Linked DNA regions of Mus musculus: regions 1, 3 and 4 are each linked to region 2. The links are chromatin contacts, called in public promoter capture Hi-C maps. All regions are on one chromosome and are shown on one strand. Each heading gives the region's core, a stretch centred on a gene start, on an enhancer-like site or on the middle of the called end of the contact. The rest is flanking DNA. Distances are from core to core; before and after follow the strand shown. Region 1 has its middle 31 kb from the start of Gm29808. Region 2 holds the start of Tmem144 (transmembrane protein 144). Region 3 has its middle 33 kb from the start of A830029E22Rik. Region 4 has its middle 19 kb from the start of A830029E22Rik.

Evidence for each region. Promoter capture Hi-C pulls out the DNA fragments that hold promoters and counts their contacts.
Region 1: a contact with region 2 is called in a promoter capture Hi-C map of second pharyngeal arch cranial neural crest, with 3 times the contacts expected there. The contact joins the enhancer-like site here to the promoter of Tmem144 in region 2. A contact is called at or near these places in 6 of 39 promoter capture datasets (the 3T3-L1 cell line, 3T3-L1-derived adipocytes, cranial neural crest and 3 more), 1 of 15 datasets of contacts at CTCF or cohesin (the NIH/3T3 cell line) and 2 of 115 datasets of contacts at active chromatin or transcription factors (embryonic forebrain and large pre-B cells).
Region 3: a contact with region 2 is called in a promoter capture Hi-C map of stem cell-derived epiblast-like cells, with 4 times the contacts expected there. The contact joins the enhancer-like site here to the promoter of Tmem144 in region 2. A contact is called at or near these places in 4 of 39 promoter capture datasets (cranial neural crest, embryonic stem cells, maxillary cranial neural crest and 1 more), 1 of 15 datasets of contacts at CTCF or cohesin (the NIH/3T3 cell line) and 1 of 115 datasets of contacts at active chromatin or transcription factors (embryonic limb bud).
Region 4: a contact with region 2 is called in a promoter capture Hi-C map of cranial neural crest. The contact joins the enhancer-like site here to the promoter of Tmem144 in region 2. A contact is called at or near these places in 1 of 39 promoter capture datasets (cranial neural crest), 2 of 15 datasets of contacts at CTCF or cohesin (large pre-B cells and pro-B cells), 2 of 484 Hi-C or Micro-C datasets (cumulus cells and embryonic fibroblasts), 1 of 115 datasets of contacts at active chromatin or transcription factors (large pre-B cells) and 1 of 9 other capture datasets (liver).

Annotation. Positions count from the first base shown.
Region 1 is chr3:80,958,122-80,962,692 of GRCm38.p6, reverse strand. No RefSeq gene overlaps it. Among named protein-coding and RNA genes, the nearest start is that of Gm29808, 31 kb to the left of the region's middle. Within about 2 kb of position 2,927, at least 63 of the 459 cell types and tissues checked have an H3K27ac peak or open chromatin away from gene starts, as enhancers often do. A contact at or near this core is called in second pharyngeal arch cranial neural crest, where this site is marked.
Region 2 is chr3:79,841,175-79,845,144 of GRCm38.p6, reverse strand. It overlaps Tmem144 (transmembrane protein 144), which reads left to right and starts at 2,236. Exons shown (of 12, transcript NM_001379543.1): 1 at 2,236-2,374.
Region 3 is chr3:81,832,731-81,837,222 of GRCm38.p6, reverse strand. No RefSeq gene overlaps it. Among named protein-coding and RNA genes, the nearest start is that of A830029E22Rik, 33 kb to the right of the region's middle. Within about 2 kb of position 1,727, at least 56 of the 459 cell types and tissues checked have an H3K27ac peak or open chromatin away from gene starts, as enhancers often do. A contact at or near this core is called in embryonic stem cells and stem cell-derived epiblast-like cells, where this site is marked.
Region 4 is chr3:81,780,979-81,785,010 of GRCm38.p6, reverse strand. No RefSeq gene overlaps it. Among named protein-coding and RNA genes, the nearest start is that of A830029E22Rik, 19 kb to the left of the region's middle. Within about 2 kb of position 1,825, at least 126 of the 459 cell types and tissues checked have an H3K27ac peak or open chromatin away from gene starts, as enhancers often do. A contact at or near this core is called in embryonic fibroblasts, where this site is marked.

The sequences.
Region 1 (4,571 bases), core at 1,678-4,177, 1.1 Mb before region 2:
GCTCCTCTCCATTTCCATCCCTGTTATTCTTTCAGACAGGAACAATTATGAATCAGAGATGTGACTGTGGGATGGCAACCCCATCCCTCACTTGATGTCCTGTCTTCCTGCTGGAGGTGGGCTCTATAAGTTCACTCTCCCTACTGTCCAGCATTTTATCTAAGGTCCCTCCCTTTGAGTCCTGGGAGTCTCTCACCTCCTAGGTCTCTGGTGCATTCTGCAGGGTCCCTCCAACCTCCTATTTCCTAAGGTTGCTTATTTACATTCTTTCTGCTGACCTTCAGGGCTTCAGTCTTTTTCTCTCAAGCAATATCAGATCAGGTTCCCTTCTCCAAATCCTTTATTATTTAAATTATGCAGTGTCCCAAACCAAAGTCAACATCACAATAAAAATATATTTTAAAGGAAAAAAAGAGAAAGAAAGAATGTACAATTGGGTGGGTCGGGATTTGGACATCAGAGAGGAGTTGGGGAAGGGAAAAGAATATAATCAAAATATACTGATAAAGAACTGAATAGATAAAACTTTCAAATATTAAATAAGGTTTTTTTTGTTGCTTTTGTTTTGTTTTGTTTTGTTTTGTTTTGTTTTAACGTATACTGGTTACTCTACCCTGCACTAACGTACTGGAACTTCCTAACCTTATCTTTGAGTTTAGGACCTAATAAGCTTTACCCATTTCTTCCTTTGCTGGATAAATACTTTAAATACAGCATTTTACCACTAGTTTTATGCATTATATTAATAAAATGTAACAGACCCTTCAAGGATAATTTGACTAGGTTCTACTGTGCACATTGACTTTATTCATTTGTTGCAGGAAAGCTTTCTCTTCTGGATAATGAGCACAAGCCCCTGTTCCCTGTTCGCTCTCCTCTTCCTTTCCTCCCTCACCCACAAGCTTGCATACACTGACACTAGAATCCAGTTGTGGTAAGAGGTGTGCTTTCTCACAACTGACTATATTTTTATTTTATTTTATTTTACTTTATTTTTTATTAGATGTTTTCTTCATTTACATTTCAAATGCTATCCCCTTTCCTAGTTTCCTCTCTGAAAATCCCCTATGCCCTCCCCACCCCCCTGCTCCCCAACCCATCCACTCCCACTTCCTGGCCCTGGCACTGCCCTATACTGGGGCATAGAATCTTTGCAAGACCAAGGGCCTCTCTCCCATTGATGGCCAACTAGGCCATCCTCTGCTACATAGGCAGCTAGAGACAGGTGCTCTGGGGGTACTGGCTAGTTCATATTGTTGTTCCTCCTATGGGGCTGCAGACTCCTTCAGCTCCTTGGGTACTTTCTCTAGCTTCTTCATTGGGGACTCTGTGTTCCATTCAATAGATGACTGTGAGCATCCACAATTGACTATTTTAACAGCTATTATTTTATTTTTCTCATTAGTGCTGGGATTAGGTGGAAAGCCTCCTGAATATTAGACAAGTATTCTGCTCTAGGCTAACTCCTCAGCTCTCAGCATTGACCATTTTTAGAGAACTTGATTTCAGCATTCTTCCACCATTCTCTGTTTCTCAAATCAAAGAATATTGAATTTAATTGTATAAAGTTCAGAATAGAGAAACAAAAAGTCCAGATTTCTTTCTGGTATGAGTGAGCAAGCGATCTGAGGTAGGAAGTATTAATACAGGATCTGCTTCCCACGTCTTGGAAAAACACTGAGACAAACCACAGAAAGAAATAGGAGGAATTAGCTACCATCCTCAATGCTGCAAACAATTGGAAGAGATCAGAATAACCAGAGATTCAAAGAGACGACAAGGCAGGACACTTCATGACTGCCATTTGTATCATTGAGCAGAAGCAGGAAGTAGAAAAAGCTGAATGATGAAACCTGCTACAGTTCTCAGTGTTGGTGGCAGAGGAGAGTCACAAGTCTGTCCTACTTCCTAGACTCCCTTTGGATTCTTCATAGGTGGACGTCATTCGAAGCTAGTGAGCAGGAAATCCTAGCTAAATAATTTGCTGACTCTCAATTCCACTTCCACAAGACCCTTTGTTGAAGTGCTAATTTGGAGCTCACTGAAGGGTAAAAATATACCATACCCACAAAGGAGTAATTGGCAATGTATATTAACTGTATTATTTAAATTTCACATCAAATTGATGTGTGAAGTGTAGAGACAGCGTTGTATGGAGAAAAAAAGGACCTTATAATTTACAACCATTAACTAGTTGTTAATTTAATTTTGATCATTGATTTTGGATGAATCTCTTTAAAAATTGCCTAAGCTCCACATTACTTATTGTGGTGCTTATTTAATGACTGCCAATAAAATTTAAGCTTCCTGGCTATACTTGATTCTGTGACTTTTAGATGAGCAAATTGAATTTATTTTGTTTTTAAAACAGTGCAATATGCTTTAAAATTTACAGACAGAAGCTTAGGAAACAACCAGGGATATTCAGGAATGTTGGATCAATCTGTTTGCTTTCAGACATGAAAGCCAAGGCTTTCTTTAGTAGTAGCACATTGTAGGAGGACACTGTTTTCAAAGGAGTTGTTTTATAGCACATTGTAGGAGGATATCTTTGCAGTAGATTGTTCTTATAGCACACTGTAGGAAGAGTGTTTTCAATGGAGTTGTTCTTATAGCACATTGTAGGAAGAAGTGTTTTTTTGTTTTTGTTTTTTTTTTTCATTGAGTGGTTCTTATAGAACTTGTAGGAGGACATAGAATTGTTTTTTGTCTTGAACAGAATTATTGCATTTTTACTCAAGTGGGAGAAAAACATAATTACTTTTTCCCAGGATCAGAAGAACATTGTGAAAATCAGAAGAACATTGTGACCTATTGTCTCAAAGATGCTTTTTTCCATTAGAGTTATGATATATTTAGAAAACTACACAGTAGTTATTAAAGAACTCAGTTTTGAAACTACTGAATAACTAGCACATGCGTAGGGGTTGGGCGTCAGGTATATTGGCATCTGGAAATCTCAGCATTTTTCTGGAATGTTCAAAGAAGAGTCAAAATGACATTAACAAAAATGCTGGATTCTGAAACAAAATAAAATTGTAGTAAAGGAATAAAAATATTGGAAGTTGTGACTACGGACACAGACAAGAAAGACCTGAGGCTAACACTAAACTGCAACGCTATGATTCTGGAATTTATTAAGCAGAACAATGTGCAGAACATTTGGAAGCAATCTGTGTGCTACATTATGCATTCACTAGCTAGTTATTTGGATATTGTGGCACTTTTGGTCACTGCATTTTTGAAAAGATATAGACAAACTGAAATTGATCGAGGAAGGACAAGAACAATAAGAGGTAAAGCCCCGAGGAACAGTCTGGTTGCTATGATTGGATGCATGAGCATTTTTCTAATATTAGAATCAATTAATACTTCCCCCTTGGCAATGCTACCTAGAATAAAAAGGGGTTTAATAAAACAACCTTTTATATGTTTTTGATTCTGCCTTTGTTTTGCTGTGATGGAAATGCTAGAAAGTCATCTATGGAATCCCTGGGAGGATAAGTCTCCCAGAAATTGGAAAGCAGGTTCCCAGATCATTCTGAACAAATTATTCTCCCTAGTAGCAAATGGAATCCATAGGTATTTTCTGTGTTTGGCTGGTATTAGAAACCAAATAAATGGTTAGTTATCTCTTACCACGGTAAACAGTAAAAAGAGATATCCAAGACTCCCAGAGTCTTGAGAAATACAAGAGCTAACTAAATCTACATAGGCCTATAATAGTGTTTCTCATCTGCCAAGACACTGCTGGGAATATTTCTCGAACAGTGCTAGCAGAGTCTGGGCCATGGCTGCCAACAGCTATGGTTAATAGCAACCAGTAGCAAGACTTCAAAATCCCTGCAATGTTGATTTCAAAATGCCACCCTTCTTAGGAGGTGCAAGGCTCAGTGGCTATGGCTGTCCAGTTGTCAACAGAGACACCATGTGGTAGGGAGAGGCAATGGCAGCCAAGATAATGAAATCAGCTGTCCCAATGGTAGGACACATAGAAAACAGGGTTTCTCTTGTAATCAGGATATTTTGTACTGAACTAGAGATATAATTGCATTCAGAGTCCAAGGTAGAAGTGTAGCACAGAAAAGAACAACTACATTAAGAATATATTTTAAAAACGAAAGGAATGGCTTAAATTCAAGTTGAAAACACAATAATTTATATAAATTACTCATAAAAAACACTCCTAATATATCTAGATTAAATCAAAGCTTTCCATTTTCAACTTTTCCACTCCCATGGCAATAGAAACATCTACTTAGAATTAATCATAACTGAAATATTGTATTTATTGCTGTATTGCTGGAAAATCTGTCTCCCCTTCAAAATGTGAATTCTATAAGAACACACATTTCTTACCTTGTTCCATTACCATAAACTCAGGTCAAAGGGTTCCTAACATGCTTTGGATACATCGTTTGGTACATAGACATATCCAATAATTATTCAGAGACTACAGGACAAACATTATCCAGTTTAACGGGAAAAATTAAATATAGTATCCAAATCCCTTCCTACAATGAAAATCCCAACCCCCAATATACAATTGCTAGCATATCTTCATAAATATT
Region 2 (3,970 bases), core at 987-3,486:
GTGAAGGGTGTGGCCACAGGGTCTCTTTGGTCATAAAGTGATGATATCTTAGATTCTGTTTATGTTCTGTATCTTTGGGAAAGAGTCTGGGTCTGTGTACTGTTGGCTTAACTTGGAAACTGTGCTGACTCTGCTCCAGACAGCTGCAGTAGAGCAAAGACAGTAGCAACGTGAATCATGGGAATGTTTTGCTTGCCCAGTACATATAAAAGTTCCTCCTACAGTGTCTTCTACTGTGTGTACAATAGATGATGTCTAAAGAGTATGCAAACCTATCTTAGTTTGAAATACTCAGTTGGGCTTCCTCTGACAGCTGAGAGGAACAGATGCATAGACCCACAGTCAAACATTAGTTTCATAGAGCCCAAATTGGAGATCTCCACTGGGTTCCTCCCCTTGGGCTCCGGAGACCCCGTGGAAGAGGCGGGGAATTGTAGGAACCAGAGGAACACAAGAACACGGCCCACAGAATCAACTAAGCAGGGCTCATAGAGGCTCACGGAGATTGAACCGGCAATTACAGAGCCTGCCATGGGTCTGCGTTAGGTCCTCTGCATATACATTATGGTTGTTGCCAAAACACCTTAATTTAATGTGGAAAAATTTAAAGAAATTAATTGCAAAGTACATAAAGTTAAACTTAATAAGCAAATCTCTGCCTGTTTATGTGTGCACATAAACAGGAAGTTTCTCGATTTTTTCAATCACTAAATTAATCATTTCTCTTAAGAAAATGACCTTCTTTCTTTCTTCATGATACTCTGCCTCCCAGTGCAGTTCTCTGATGGATGTAGAGTTGAAAAGCAAGGCTTCCTTTCAAGAAACCTTATCTCCTAACGTCTCCACTTTTCTTCTCTTTCTTGTGAATCTCACATGACCAGATAGTGGATGGTGTCAGCTTAATCCACTCCAAGAGGCCTGCCTGCCTCAAACTCAGACTAGGCCAGGACCTAGCACTTCCTCTTCTTGAAGTTCACATCTGTGTCTTCTGCTGTGCTAGTATCCGGCCTAGAGAGACAGCCTTGCTGTCTAGGAGAGGTCTGTCACACACACACACACACACACACACACACACACACACACACACAAGAGCGCGCACACAGACACATATGGACGCGCGCGCACACATACACACACATGCACGCACACACACACGCACACAGTCACACACACACACTCACACGAACACATGCACAGAGAGAGAGAGAGAGAGAGAGAGAGAGAGAGAGAGAGAGGGAGAGAGGGAGAGAGGGAGACAGAGAGAGATGAACACACACACACACAAACACACACACACACACACACACACACACACACGAGCGCACACACAGACACACATATGGACGTGCGCGCACACATACACACACACGCGCACGCACACAGTCACACACACACACACACACACACGTGGTTTTCAGCTACAGAAGAGGCAGGTAAATCTACATCATATGCTAGTGGTTGCTTTTACCTCTGAATCTCAATCGGATGTCCGAAGCCTGCACTCCTGTCCATTGCTCTTGATTCTTACAGCTCTTTAGGTGGGGTGGGATACAGCTACTGCTCTGGAACGTGATGCACAGCCTGGTTTCACAGGAAAGCTTCCTGGAAGCTATTTTCAAAGAAATTACCTCCCGGGCCAAGCTTTATTTTCCGCAACTCCAGTGTATGGATTTGTATAAAGCCACCTCCCTTGTCTACTGAAATGTGCCAGCAAGCCACAAAGGCATTTAGTTCACATTACAGTAGCACACATTAATTGTTTACATTTGTCTAAGCTCATGATTCCAGCTACATGGGAGGCTGAGGCAGGAGGATCACAGAGTCTACTTGGGCTGTGGAGTGAGCGTTAAGCCAGTCTAGGCAACTTCGGAATAAGCTGTCTCAACTTTAAAAAGGGGGAATGAGAGTTGGGAGTGCAAATTAGGAGAGATTGCCTAACAACAAAGGCAAACCGGGATGGAATGAGCATTTATTTTGTAACTGTGTGAGGTAGCTCCGGCTTTGTCTCATCCACAAACTGCACAATTAAAGGTGTGGTGTTTAGCAGAAGGTGACTTGCTACTCACTGAACGAGCTCTTCTTTAAAGGGGGGGGGGGGGGGGGGGCACGACACTCTCTAGTTAACTCGCTGACTGACAGAGGGCCTGAGGACTCCTTAGTCACCTGACTGAGCTCCAGCCCTCCGCTGGGAGGGTGTCCTGAGCCTCCGCCTGGGAGGGACTCCGGTCTCCCTTCAGATTCCGGCAGGAAGTCCGCACGCGTCCAGGGAAGAGTCAGCGCAGTGAGACCCCACCAGGTCACCTGAGTCTAAGGTGCCCCTGGGTCTGAGAGCCGCCCTGCAACCTTCAGCTCCTCGGGAAAACTCGCAGAGCAAGTAAGTGCCAGCACTCGTGACGTCAGCCCAGAGACAGGCGAAGCTGCACTCAGATTGGAGGAAATTAAAGGAAACCAGAAATGAAATCTTTAAACTAGAGCAGGCGGCATTGATCGAGCGCCGGCACTATCTTAAACGCAGGGGAGGAGCTGCTTAAAACTTTAAAGTAGTCGGGAGAAAAAGCAGATATACCAGTAATGAAACGAAAGTAGTAAATTTTTTAGAAAGAATGAATGTAGCTTAATAAAATATTAAGTGGATACTTAACACGTAAACCTTAGAATCCTTGGACTTGAGACTTTTCCACGGAATGTTGAAAGCTTTTACCTTGGAGAAATACGAACTATTTCGATAGCTGCTGCCTGGTTGGTAATCTGTCTAAGGTAAACGCGTGTGGGCAGGTCACGTGCTACCTGACCCACGTGATATTTATGGTCCTATTGTCTAACTAAAACTTGAAAAAATTTTAAATGAATGGGAGGGATCTAGCACAAGTTTAAAGCTTGACTGAGCTCTGAAGCGAGTTTAAAGTCTGCCTAGAAAAGCTTGGCGAGACTGTCTCAAATCAAACAAAGTAAAAACGGGGTTCGGGTATAGCTGAGCAGAGCGTTTGCCGAGCATGCCGTATTATTAAAAAATATAATAATAATAATAATAATAATAATAATAATGGATTTTGTTTGCTTGCTTGCTTTTTTAAAGACAGGGTCACACTAGTGTTGTCCTGGATGGTCTGGAACTAGCTATGTAAACCAAGCAGGCGATGATCTCAAAGATCTTCCTGCTTCTGCCTTCTGAGTGCCGGAAGTTAGCTTGCTACCAACCTAGACTGAAAATAAGATTTTTAGAGGAATAATTTGGGGCTAGGTTTGTGCGAAAAAAGGGTTGGGGATACATGTTCAGTAAAGTAATGATGCTTCTCTTTACCACAGAAATGTCACTGATTTAACGCGAGATGGACTCTTCCTTATGGCAGTCTGGGATTGTTGGTTCACAGGGAATTAGATCATGTGCTTTTGGAAATGCTCTGGAGCCGTGTGCTGTAAACGAACATCGTTTATCTAAGGCAATAACTGACTGGAGTTGATTCAGCAGTCAAATGAGGTCATGCGCTCTAATTAGCACTACTAATTATTCATCCAATTCAGGCTGAAACCTGTGGCTGCCCATCAATACCCCTTAGTGGAGCCTTCTTTTCTGTAAAATAATCTACCTCATTAAATGGTTAGGCACTGTCCTCTTAGCCATGCACTTGCTTTGCTTGTTTTAATTAAAATGGAAAAAAAATGATTTCTTCGCTATTAAACCTGTATTTTAAGTCCCAGGACAGCTTTCCAAATAGCTCTCCTGCCTCATATTTAGAAGTCCTGTTAGTTATTTGCTTATTTATTAGGTCTAAATGGAATCTCCTGCCTCGTATTTAAAAGCCCTGATATTTTTTTATCTGTCCTATTTATTTAGTGAACAAAGAGAAGTCTTTACACAGGTTCCCAAGTGCTGGGGCTGTTGGTATGTGCCAAGGATCTTTCCTGATACCACATTCCTCTTTTCTTCACTGAGAGAGCCAGAACTTTTTTTGTAGCAATGATATCTGAT
Region 3 (4,492 bases), core at 478-2,977, 2.0 Mb before region 2:
GAACTCAGAGAAAATGTAAGTGTGCCAAAGATGACCAAGGGCTAGGGAGGCAATGAGTCATTGCTGTTTAATTGGGATGGAGTTTGCATTCTGTATGTTGAAAATGTTCTAGAACTGAACAGCAGTGATGATCACTTAACTCTTGACTGTTCTACTAAAAGTCATGACTGTGATAAGTTTTTTCTTATCTTTGCTTACCATAATTCATATAAATATCCACAATGGAACAAAAGATTAAGCAGCATGACGGCTGAAAATGTTTTTATGTACTCACGGCTCTTTTGGAATTCAACTATGTTATCTTCACCAGACCAGAGTGTGCAGTTTGTTCCTTTCTGGTGTTGAAATTTGAGTTGAGATTTTGTAAAAGCTCTATCAGTTTTGTCTTCAAGTATCATATTGGAACGGGTGAAGTTATCAAGTTTCACTCAATTTCCTCACCCAATACAGCTGACAAAAGTATGTACTTTAAAGTGAGACCTCCTGGGAAGGCATCTCAGTAGAGAGAATACCTGCTTTGCAAGTATAAGGACCAGAGTCCAGATCGCCACACCCTGTCTAAAACCCCAGACAAAGCAGCAAACACGTGTCACCGGAGAGATGACAGTTTGTGAAGTAGAGGCACTGGATCCCTGGAAACTTATTGTTACTTATTCGGCAAATTTCTAGGCCACCGAGAGACCTATCTCAAGTAAAAGGTGGACAGTGCCTAGGGAACCGAAGGCAATGTTGTCCTCTGACTGATATGCACATGGACACTTTTCTACGCATACACATGCATCGACACAAACACATCCACACACAAAGTAAAATTGTTCACGTGAGCCTTCATAGTCTGCAAATGTCCCCCGCTATTCTTTATGAGCTTTGGTCTGCCGTTTCTGGGTTTTGGCAGGGATTTGTGTGAAATAATTAGAAGACAGTAATAAGCAGTGAAGTCCATATACAAGCCGGGTGTGGGGCAGAGAAAGGGAACATCTTTAAGACACGCAAGAATCATATCCTGTCCTGCCTTGAACTGAGAAGAGTTTGTTTGGAGAGAGTGAGTGCAGAGGGTACATTTACAAGGCTGGTTTCAGAGTTAACATGATTATCAACACAGGTGATATAGCTCCTTGTGCAGCAGTCGGCTGTGCACTGACAGCCTGGTCCCCGGTTGAGCAAAGGTCTGGAACCCTGGTGACCAGATGGGTGGAGACTTCCACCTGCATGGGATGACAAATGTTCAGCCACGCCTCCTGGGTTCCTGTCTCCTGTGTGCTGTCTCACATAGCTACAGCCTCCTACAGCTCCCCACCCCACCCCCGCAGAGCAGCACCAAGCCCTCCCACATGCAAATAAGGTTTCCCCAAAGCTCTCATACCAAACCAACGAGAAGCATTTGTTTTCAGACCCTTACCCACACCAAAGCTGTATGTAAAAATCCTATCCGGAAGGATTAAAAGTGTAGGAGAACTACTCCATCGTCTGAGCCTTCTGTTCTGAGAGCTGTAACATTTTGGAAAAGGTCTGCTCTCCCCAAGTGCTGCCTAAAGCTCTGCTGCACTCCTCACTGCCTGGTCAGTCTGTTGTTGGCCCAGCCCTACTTGCAGGGCAGCAAGGAGAAATCTTTAAACCTAGAAGGCATGGCAGAGACAAGGTGGAGTCAACTGCAGCCGCAGAACTGGCAGAAGGGACTTCCCCTCCCTGCCTGCACTGCTTCCCCTCGCTGGAATTCTCACACCAGGCAGGGCCAGAGTTCTCCGTGCAAAGCCTCTGGTACACAGACCCACAGCTCCTCTCCAAGACTGTCTGGACATGAGGGGGGGGGGGGGAGGAGACTATTTGTCTCCCGCACTTTACCCTCATTTACATTTGATTTGTAGGGCTTGGCACGAGGAGTTAGTTCATATATCCTATAACATAAAATAAAGGTAGTAAAAGTTACCTTTATTTTTATTGTTCAAAAAATAAGTCTTGAAAATGCACAAGTTTTGCTTTGAATCAGAGCATGGTATTTCTGGATGATTAGTTTAATATATTCCATTAAGTTAAAATATTTTAATGAAGATTCATGGCAACCTACAAGGTTCTTTGAAACCATAGTTTTGAATCATTCACCTAAGGAACTTCCTATCCTACAGTTTGGTTTCCCAAAACATAAGCCTTATAAGTTGCTTTGAGTTGTTTACATTGTCATTTTATACAACCTTGCTTGTTTGCTTTTTGCTTGCCCATACCTGAGCTGAAAAATATATATCTTGCCATACTCCTTCACCAACGTCATATGATAAAATATTCTCCCATGCATAATAGCAGCTGGTTCTACAGGACACTTTTAAAATTAATAATTTTTGGATTAAAGTATAATTATATTATTTTCCTTTCCTCTTTCATCCTCTAACAACTCCCATCAACCTCTTTTCTCTCTCAAATCCATAGCTTCTTTTCCTTTAATTGTTTTTATATATTTTTATATTATATATTTATATATGTAATATAGGTTACAAATATGTTCTTATATGTATAAATATGTTTTTATATATGTTATAGGTAAAATTTACATCCATATTTATATATATAACGTAAATCCATATAAGTGAATTGTATTTATATCCAACTCAGTCCATATAATATTATTTGCATGCATGTGTAGGAGCTGTCATTTTAACTGGAAATAGGTCTAAACATGATTTTAGCCTTGAAAACTGTAAATGTTTTGTAGCTCATCCTCCATTCATGCTTGGACTTTATCTCTCTTGACCTTGTGCAGGTTGTCTGTGAACTGTGAATTCGTGTGTGCAATGGTGTTGTCAATAGATACAGTAATAAACTAACCTGTAAAGTCTTAACTCTTCAGTGATTAATGCCTCTCTAAACCCTCATCAGAGAAGCTCCCTTTTGATCCAGTAGATGGAGATTAATAAAGAGAAACCCACTACTATTAAACCTACAGTAAAGCAACCAACTCTAAATGACACATCAGTATCACTCAACCTCTCCCGAAGGCTCAGGGATCATTGCTGAAGAGGGGGAAGAAATTCTGTAAGACTGGGGATTAGGATCCCTGTAGTGAGGTGGTATTTGTTGCTTAGTTCTTTGTTTCTTTAGTGTGTCCTCTTTATTCTCTTCCCCTGCTCTTCTTTCTCCATCTCCTTGAGGTACTAAACAACTTGTACTCTTAGAAACACTCAGCATAGAGACCCAATATATATTGAAGTATTCAAACTTAACTTTGCTAAAATCAGTTTAATTTTCTAGTCTTCTCAGAATTTTAAGGATGGAGGAGACAATCAGAAGAAAGGAAGGATAGGTGCTCTTTCAGAGTCAGAGGTCACACTGAGAAAAAAAAGAGAAAACTTTGTAAATATTCTATGCACACTTTGTACCATCAGCATGAGAAAATGGAATCTTTGAATTGTCCATTCTAAAGTCACATAGCTAATAAAGGAGACAGGTCTGAAATTTGAACAAAGCTTGTTGCAGGGGTAATATATGGTATAATTCTCATGGCTGAGATTAGAAGATGATTTATCCTCAAGATACGATAACCTAGACTTTTGTTGTTCCAACTTAAAGAATCTAGTTTGTTTCTGCCCGATTTTATCATCACTTTTGATAAAATGTTGACATCTAAAGCCTGAAGTCCATAGTTTCTTCTCTTTCTTGGTACAATAATTATTTGTATTCACACTGTATCTAACAGCCGGAATAAAGCTGCACTGTGCAGGACAGATTATGAACTTTGCAAGTTCAGCAGCTTTTCTCTTTTTAATGCATTTTATAACATATGAATCATTGCTCAATAATCATGTTATTAAAAATACACTTATAGAGAGAGTCCTATTCTGTGAACTATTGACCATGCATTTCATGCCCCTTCATGTTACCAATATTTTATCCATATATTTGAATACAAGATGCTCCCCCATACAGTTTTTGATGATTGAATATGATTACTTCCAGCCTTGAGTCACTGAGAGTTTCATGTCATTCTTTCTCTAGCTTAATTTCTTCCTATATAATAATTAGTTTTTTCCACTGAAACCATCCGCATCACAGAGAGATATGAACAAATATTAGTGTGAGAAAACACCATTGTATTTTTTACATGCTAACCATATAAGAAAGTAGTGAATATTTAATGGAATCATATTACTATATGAAGCTGGTGAACAACATGTTTTTAGTTTTTCCCTCCTGAGACTTATTTTCTTATACTTAATGTATTATACATTTTGTGAAGGAAGCAAACTTCAGGATGTATAATTGAACACTGTGGTTCACTTCTCCTAAAATTTGAATGTACCAATACAGTTGTTTCTCCTTTGTTTCTCCTTAGTGGGAAGGTGGATCCATGAAATAAAGAGTAATTCAGCATTACAGGAGAGGGATCAAAGCTTACACATGGTTCCTGCTTATATCCATGGCCTTTCTTTTAGCCTTGCTTTCTACAAGTATTCTCAACTGGGTTTTCTTATTTGTGTGTGAATATCATGGAAATAGGAGAATT
Region 4 (4,032 bases), core at 576-3,075, 1.9 Mb before region 2:
AGGCCTTTATTAACCTTAACGATTTGTTTGGGATAGTTGCTTCTCATGGATGTTGGCAAGGGTCTCCACTGTTTGCTAGTGGCAGGGAGCTCAGATTTCTCATTGTCTAATGCTATAATTTTCCAGTTCTTTACCAGGTTCTTGAGGTTTGTGGGTTAGTCGCAAATTTCTCCCAGCTAAGTCCATGTGTTATGAGTTTGGGTTCCAGGTTGGCCTGTTGAGAAATGCTAAAAATAAAATAACAGGGCCTAGCATGATCTCCTGAAGTCACTGACTGCATATGTCTAAGAGTACTGTGGGATTCTCATCTTTCCTTGCTTCCTGTCTTGACCAGAAAGTATTCGAGTCCATAGTGATGCATGACACTCATCCGAGGCTAAGGGCAGTTGAGCCACCCGATATTATATTTGAACCTCCAGAGCAATGTGCTAAAATAAAGATCTCTTCGCTTTTTGATAGGTCCATCTCAAGGTTTGTGCTGTGGTACTTGAAAAGCTAACTAAAACACCAAGTAGCCTCAAAGCACACCGCAGAGCAAGCAAGCTGACTCAGAGTCGGAAAGAGCTCCACCCCAAAGGTACACAGAGTGAAGCACAAGGTAATGGAGTAGAGAATGGCTGAGCATCTTCTTTCGGACGGAAGCTCGGAAGGGGATAGGACTGGGCTCTAACAACACATAAAGATGAATGGTTACAAGACTGTGATAGAAAAGGAGACCTGGAGAACAAGATTTGGATTAGAGGCTTAGCAGAAAAGATTCACAAAAGGGAGCCAGACGAGGAACCACTGGAAATAATATCAAAGATCTTGCGGAAAATACCTACATCTTTAATATGTTTTCTGAGTCTTAATATGGTCCATGGGTTGGATGGCTTTACAGACCCTCTTCCCTCCAAACACATGTTTATTATTCTTAAGATAATTTTCACAGCCTTAAATGATTTTTACTTTTGACTTCAGAGATTGTTTTCCCCCCTGTTTGGAAGTGATAACCCCTGAGAGCCTCTACCTAGTTTTAATCTTACTGACAGGTTATAAGCAATTTCCTATTAAGAATGTTTTTGTTGTGATCATTATTTTTATCATGACTATCATATTATTTCAATATTTTTGTATGGAATTCCTAATGTTTCTAATTGACAGAGCTGTTATTCTACCTCTACAGTGCAGTTTAAATTATAATAACATAAACAGATTATATCTATCTACCTGAAATGCCAAGTGAAATGTCTCATGAACTACAGGCACTTATCTCTTTTTTCACAAGGAATAAATATAGTCGTTCATAGGACAGATAATGACATAAGTTTGAGGTTGACAGAAAAAAGGAGAGTTTATTTGAGGCAGATGTTTGCTATGGAGAAAGTCGCTGGAGAGTCATCAAGGGAACGCTGAATTTCCGACTTACAAATTTGATAGGGCAAGATGACAAGGAAAAATACCATTTCAAAATGGAGGGACTAACTTTACAAATGTGTCAGCCAAGACCCCCTAGTGAGGATCGAGAGAGAACACTGCCAATTTCACTTCCAAACACAAAACAACTCTGTAAACGCCGCAAGATATCTACTTTGCCAATAGAGGGCGCAAGAGACACGCTGAAGAAAAAAAAGGGATTTTTTTTTTTTTTCTTTCTTTCTTCCTCTCTTTTATGCTTTTCCTCTGAGCAGTTTTGCTTTGGCGTTACCCTTCTGGCTTCTGCTGCATTATTCCGTACATGATGTGGGTGTGTGGTGAGAACATGTGGTGGCTTTTTTATCCAGCCACGTACCCAGTGGACGCGGTGACCTCATAGGCTCACATCAAGCCCTATGATCACCTTCAGAAAGTTGTACTTGAAGCGTACTGATACTGAATGCTCCAGGCTTAGAGTCGTTAGCAGCACCAGGACTTCCTCTGTGGCTTTGCTTAATGGGCTGAATGCCCGCACCCAGCAGGCTGGCTCATTTCCTTCCTGTCTGCTGAGTGTGGACCAGCTTCGACCCAGAAACCCCAGTAGCCCCTTCTGCCATCCCGGGAGCTGTAACCACTCCCTCCCAAACAAGCCTCAGGCCTAATGGAACAGGGGATTTTCCTGACCAAGTTTGCCCTTCCTGTGGGCAGCCCAACGTCCTTTAAATGCTATCACTACATCTTTAGAGTTATTCCTCATAGCTTATTGTCTCCGTAATATCGAGTTTCTCCAGTGAAATCTACTCTGCTCTATCTGTTTCCCAATGAGATCAAGGATGAGACAAGAATTCATAATTTAAAGAGCCTTTATTTGCTATACATCTCTGAATCGCAAGGAACTAAACCAGGGGCCTCATGTAGCTTACCATGTGATGTGATAGTTTGGGGACTAGGGAGAAGACATGTCACTACAGTCACTATGACCCATTAGAATAAAACTATGCGGACTGCGCCAGGAGAGGGCCTTCTGTTCACAGTTCTTTACTTGTTTGGCATTTCCTTGTACTCATAAACCTGTTGCTGACAATCATTTGATCAGTTTAATTATCTAGAAATTACTTAGTAAAGGGACTGAGAAAGTACATCCAGAGTTCTGAAAAACTGTATATCCAGAGAAGAGTTAGTAATGAGCTCAGAGCAGAGACCATTGGCTGGCCTTCCAGGGGAGGTTGCCCCGTTTCTAGTGTTTGCCAGTTTTGCTAATATAGCTTCTCTGGTGAAGCTTACTGTTGTTGGAAACGAACAGGCACAACGTTGAATACAGTGTTAAGACTGCATCCTTGTATAGAACTTTTGATGTGTGAATCCCACACACAGAAATAACTCGAAGAACAGATGGTAGCCAAAAAACACAATCACGCAAAACTTAACGTTTCCCATGAGTGATGCTTCTGATTCAAATATGTGTACCTATGAGTTTGTATAATTCGCTTTTTAATAACGTCTGTGTTTCCAGCGGACATTTCCTTCTTCCTTCCTTCCTTCCTTCCTTCCTTCCTTCCTTCCTTCCTTCCTTCCTTCCTCCCTCCCTCCCTCCCTCCCTCCCTCCCTCCCTCCTTCTTTCTTTCTTTCTTTCTTTCTTTCTTTCTTTCTTTCTTTCTTTCTTTGTTTCTTTTTCGAGACAGGGTTTCTCTGCGTAGCCCTGGCTGTCCTGGAACTCACTTTGTAGACCAGGCTGGCCTGGAACTCAGAAATCTGCCTGCCTCTGCCTCCTGAGTGCTGGGATTAAAGACGTGTGACACCATGCCCAGCAGTCCAGCTGACATTTCCAACCCAGAAGCTATAACTAATTGATAACCACTCATAATGAAAATTAGTTGTCTCCAAAGGTGTCTAATTGGGCATACAAACCACTTTTAAGGCCAGGCCAAATCCCATTGTAGTTTTGGAGGGTTTTTGTTATTGTTGTTGTTGTTTGGATTTGGTTTTGTTTCTCCATGTGTCTGAGCATTTTATTTTTCATTTTTCTTTCTTTCTTTTTCCCTTTCCTTGTAGGCATTTTGTTTATATAACTTGGTATCTGATTTTGTGTTTTTATGAGATTTCTGTGTTTGCCAGTGTGTTTGTCTCTACATCAATATATGTTTCTTTTGAGTTTTCTTTGTTCTTCTTGTGAATTTTTCTTGTGTTTGTTTTTGTTCAGGTTATTGTTGTTATTTTAATGCTAATTTATTTTCTATTGAGAGGGAGCAAGAAAGGATGTGGATGTGGGTAGGTAGGGATATAGGGAGGATCTGGGACTGTTTGGAGAAGGAAAACCATAATTAGGATATATTACATGAAAATAACAAAAATATTTTCAGTAGAAAGAAAAAATAAGACTCGAGCCCCGAGGTACCTTGCCAGCGGACTTGCCCAACACCCGCAAGGGCCCACACAGGATTCCCCATGGGATCCTAAGACCTCTGGTGAGTGGAACACAGCGCCTGCCCCAATCCAATCACGCGGAACCTGAGACCGCGGGAAATAGGGTGGCAGACTACCTGGGGCCTGACCTGGGGCACAAGCCCCTTCCACTCCACTCCAGCCCCGAGGTACCTTGCCAGCGGACTCGCCTGACACCCGCACGGGCCCACACAG